Linked DNA regions of Zea mays: region 2 is linked to region 1. The links are chromatin contacts, called in public Hi-C maps. All regions are on one chromosome and are shown on one strand. Each heading gives the region's core, a stretch centred on a gene start, on an enhancer-like site or on the middle of the called end of the contact. The rest is flanking DNA. Distances are from core to core; before and after follow the strand shown.

Region 1 (2,510 bases), core at 8-2,507:
GAGGACACAGCAAAACTGAGCATCAGCTTAAAAAACCTTTTTTTTTAACTCAAGAACACTCCGCGGAAACGTTTTGCTAAGCTTTTTTTTTAATAAGTGTTTTCACTCCGCTACGAGCAGAGTACATCATCCATTGAATAGCAAAGGCACTCTAACCCCCCGATAATTCTCTCCGTCTTCAACGTATCCCACCAGACTTCCTCCGCTGCATGTAACGGCTACAAGCGTCCTCTTTCGCGCAAGATGAGTAGATATGAAAAATAATATTTTATGGAGGTAGTTAAAACAAGGTTTTTATGTTGATGTTAAAACGCATGCATCCATAAATGGTTTTTTTCCCGAAAACAAGGACTCCTACAACTTGTTCGATGTGGCTTTAATCCAGCTATAGTTAGTTTCTATAGTATTTTGTCTTTACGGAATGCAGTTGCAGCAGTCCGAATATCTTACTATGATACATCCTACCGACTATAACCTAATAAAATACACCATACGAAGTTGTTTCCACTCTACCAACAGCTTCTAGAAGTCCTATAGCTTGCATGGAACTGAAATATATACATATCACTATATCAGATGACGAAGCACACGACGACCTGTGTAAGCAAACTTCCAGGGGATTTTTCCCGCGCACCTTTCTTCCCTCCTGAGAATGGTGCTCTCTTCTCTGATGTCAGGGACACGTTTTCTACACCCGGTGCTGAATGAAAACAGCACCACACGTTTCCTGCTACATACTAGTACTACTGGCATTCATGCTCTCTCTTCTCATGGGATGGCACTGGCAGTGCCATCAGACAAACAGAGCAAGCCAGGTAAAAATAAAAAACATAAAAAAATACAATATTAACCCGTTGGCCCAACCAATTGGCGAAGCCACAGGTACGGAAACCAATAAAGAAATGTCAGACTCGCAGAGAGGGAGAGAGAGAGAGATGCCTGTCATTCTTGTAAATGAGGGAGGAGGGGGCGCCACCATCGCCGCAGCTTTGTGAGGGCTGGTTGGTTGGTTGATGAAGAAGTCCATAAATCCCGGTTGTACCAGGGCAGTGCTTGCTCTGCTCCCTCAGCGAGCATTCAATGGCCCTTACTGCAGCTGGTGAGCTCCACTTCAATGCCGGCTCGGGCTCAGCCAGCACTCTCATCTGATGTGGCCTGCAAGCTTGCAATCCCTCCAACGACACACGCCGGCCGGCCGGCTACATATAAACCAGCTCCAATACAACGCCACTAGCCGGGTCGAGAGGTGGGGAGCAGAGGGTTCAAGGGAGGGGACAGGTCGAGCAGCTCACCTTTCTCTGCTCGAGAACGAGAGGAGCTCCCGTCTTTTGCTTGCTGTGCCGGGCGCTGCTGAAGGTTCAGCTCAGTCCGATGGCGTTGAGCGGCAGAGCTCTGCTCTTGTTCAAGCTGCTGCTGCTGCTGCTGGCGTGCCTGCTCTTCCTCTTGGAGCTGTCCCGAGGTACTCATGCTGATGGAAGATTCTTCTCTTGGTTTCCCAGCAGCTTCTGCTTTCTTGCTTCCTTCGTCTTCTGGCATTGCGCTTGATGTTCTTTTTTTTCCTCCATCGTTGCCTGTTTGTTGGCTTCTGCCACTACCGCTTCAGAATGCTGAAGTGGCACACCACCGCCTGTTTGTTGGTTAGCAAGAAGAGAAAATAGCAACAGATAATAAGAATAAGAAAGAAAGATACGCACCTGCCTGATATGCCATCCCCAGGTCCAGGGTGGCACGATGTCAAGAGCGCACGCAAGCTCAATTAGATCAGAAGCAAGCTTTGCTCACTCAAGAAAAAAACCCGATAGGATGAAACTGTTCATTACGTAGCTCACACTCACAGCAGGAAGAAAAAAAAAATCGAAGAATCACGCAGGCATAACATAACGGTAACAGTGCAACTGCTCGTCCTCTGTCGCAGGCAAGGAAGAAGCATTCAGCCTGAGGAACCTCCCGCCCTTCCACAAGGCCAGCAGCTACCCCGCGGGGTGCCCGACGACGTACGACTACATCATCGTCGGCGGCGGCACCGCGGGGTGCCCGCTGGCGGCGACGCTGTCGCACAGGTACAGGGTGCTGCTGCTGGAGCGCGGAGGCTCCCCGTACGGCGACCGCAACGTCTCCTACATGCAGAACTTCCACATCGGGCTCATGAACATGGCGCCGGACTCGCCGTCGCAGGCCTTCATCTCCACCGACGGCGTCATCAATGCCCGGGCGAGGGTGTTGGGCGGTGGGACCTGCATCAATGCCGGCTTCTACAGCCGGGCCAGCCCAAGGTATGCGATGCATTGGATGCATGATGTGTTCTGCACTATACTGCTGGGTGTGGGTGTGACAGCTCCCCCGAGCTGAGCTCTGCTGTGCATGACAAAACAGGGAGATTTTTACCCCAAAAAAATGAACCCACTCTTATCTTATTTATTTATTTATTACTATCATTGCCCACAATGGGCAGCATTAGATTCACACAGGAAGAACACAGGTTGGAACCAAAATCATACAGCTAGCAGCAA
Region 2 (2,510 bases), core at 7-2,506, 270 kb before region 1:
AGCTGCATGTTAATGCTTTAAGTTGACTTTCTCAATAACCATTTCCTTTTTGTGTATGAACTAGGAAGTCAGAACCAAACCTTGGTTTAATCTCAGCAACCAATTCAGCAACAATAGGATCATACCCATTGGGATCCAAAACCTGATTAGGCACATTGGAAGTGTCAGACCCACTGACCACTCCAGTCGGCCATTCATTAGTGCAATCTCGTTACTGTCAAGGGAACCTAAATTTGATGCATCCAGAATAGATGCTAACACAAAGCAACTCAATATTAATATTAGCAAGCAGTGAAAGAAACAGTATAAGGGAAAAAAGGATATGTCAAGAACAGATCGTCAATCCCTGGCTCTTCTGCAAGAGCCCGTAGGGCATCCACATCATCCTGGCTGTAACAGCCAGGCCCTCCTAACCCTTTCCTCCCTGACAAATAAACCACCGACAAACCTACAGACAGGAAACATTATGTATGGGTGTGCTAGAGGAAAGGTGAGACTAAATCAGTTCACATTCAGACTTTCAGGCATCACTAGTTCACTACACACTGTTCAATGAGGTTCCATAACACTTTTAAGGATGTCCAATTATACGAACAGGTTTTAGTATCTTCAACCACGAGAGGCGACTCCTGCTTAGTTGCCTGAGTGCGATATAGTGCAACATTCGACTAACTCCACAGTATCTCTGTCAAAAAATTTAACTAGCTGGTAGCAAATCTTTTGGCCTTGTATAATGAAATCAATTAGCAGCAGACCAAGAAAACACACCGTGGAGGGTGAAGCGGTTGCTTCCCCTAAGCCAGAAGACGTTGGGGCATATCTCGATGCCACCGGGTGCGAACCCGCGAGCACCAGCGGCGGCCTTCGATAGCAATCGCGGCGCGGCTGGGCCGTAGTCGCCGGTGAAGTAGGTCGGGATGGGCACGGAAGCGCGCCCCTCGAGGTAGTCGGTGACGTCCTCCGGTGAGCCCTCTGCAGCACCCTCGGGGGAGAAAAACTGCCCCACGCAGAGCAGCGCGTGGAACGGCCCCGTTGACTGGTTCACCTGCGGGTGGGCAGCGCACGGTGTTACGGACCGACGACACCAGCAAGAGGAGGAAGAGATAATGGTGGGAGGAGGGGGTAGCCACCGATTTGACGCGCTTGAAGAGCTGGTGGAGTCGGCCGTGGGCATCCCCGGCGAGGAGGATGCGCGGCGGCGCCGGGGCCGGCGAGGTGGCGGCCATTGTGGGTTGGGTTTTGGACTTTGGGACACGACGAACGGGACAGTGACAAACTTCGGATCTACAGTCCTTTTGGCCCGTTTCTTTGTGTGCTTTACTCTAATTGGGCCAGGGTTCCCCAAATTTGATTGGGCCAAAAAAGTAGGGGGTGTTTGGCTCAAAGAGTCAATCTATTCTAGATAAGGTAATACATTATATGACGACTAATCAAGTGCCCGTGCGTTGCAACGACATACAAAATATTAGTGCACAATAATTATATAAAAACAAATAACACATATTATCAATCTCAATCTTATAAACTCTCTGGCAACAACCAATGAAGAATTAAACTAATACAAATCAATTTACAATACAATGTGAAAACCAAAAAACAAAGTCTAAGGGTATGTTTGGTTGGGTTGTGGCTGTGAAAAAAGTTGATGTGGACTGTGAGCTGTGGAAAAATCTACTGTATGTTGTAAGTTGTTAAAAAGCTAAAAACCGTTTGGTGGAAACCACTAAAAGTCATTAAAAATTCTTCGATATATGTTTTCATAGTTCCATCTGAAAAGCCACTAAAAGCAGGTCCAGGGGTGCTTTCAGATTTGCACTACGAGAAAGTCGACTTTTAGAAAAAGCTGCTTCCTGGATCCAGCCCTTTGGTTGGCTTTTGGCTTTTAGGGGGGCAAAAGCCAAAGCCAAAAGTCAAACCAAACAAACCCTAAGAAGTGAGTACAATGTTTGTGCATTGCGAGGATTGAATGGTAACGAAGTGAATATACATTAAAATTCATACCAAAAGGACGAGAATAATAAGTGAGAGCAAAAATTCGGAATCTTTGTTTCTTATCCTAAACTCGAGTATTTGCAAATAACATCACATATGTTGTATTCTCGTACTTCATATTGTTTGCAACTAAACACTGACGTGCTTAATAATATTTTGTAGTTCTTCTAGAATATTGTCATTACATTCAGTCTGTACTTCATCAATTCTACCAAGAATTTGGTCCTCGGTACACTTGAAGTCTGTACATTCGGTATAAGACAACATTAAATTTAGTAAAAACAATTAGTTATAGAAAAAATGATATTGACCAAGTATTAGAACTACACAGTTACTCACAGTGGAAATGCAGGATAACCTTTTACCATTCCACGAGTGCATAAAGTTGATAACAAGAAAGCCTGACAAATCCCTACAAATTAAAATAACTCATTCTTACATATATATAGCCAAAATTATTTAGTTGACTTCAAGGTATAAGAAATTACCAGTTTAATGTTTTTGGAACCCATGATGGT

The links. A called contact is a pair of places that touch in the nucleus more often than the background predicts.
Region 2: a contact with region 1 is called in a Hi-C map of tassel, with 5 times the contacts expected there. The contact joins the promoter of LOC100383201 here to the promoter of LOC100192014 in region 1. A contact is called at or near these places in 10 of 25 Hi-C or Micro-C datasets (bundle sheath, ear, endosperm and 4 more).

The regions. Positions count from the first base shown.
Region 1 is chr7:103,137,363-103,139,872 of Zm-B73-REFERENCE-NAM-5.0, reverse strand. It overlaps LOC100192014 (protein HOTHEAD), which reads left to right and starts at 1,257. Exons shown (of 6, transcript NM_001137438.1): 1 at 1,257-1,459; 2 at 1,916-2,273. The coding sequence starts at 1,372.
Region 2 is chr7:103,405,376-103,407,885 of Zm-B73-REFERENCE-NAM-5.0, reverse strand. It overlaps LOC100383201, which reads right to left and starts at 1,256. Exons shown (of 10, transcript NM_001175863.1): 1 at 1,131-1,256; 2 at 769-1,045; 3 at 325-448; 4 at 81-200. The coding sequence starts at 1,226.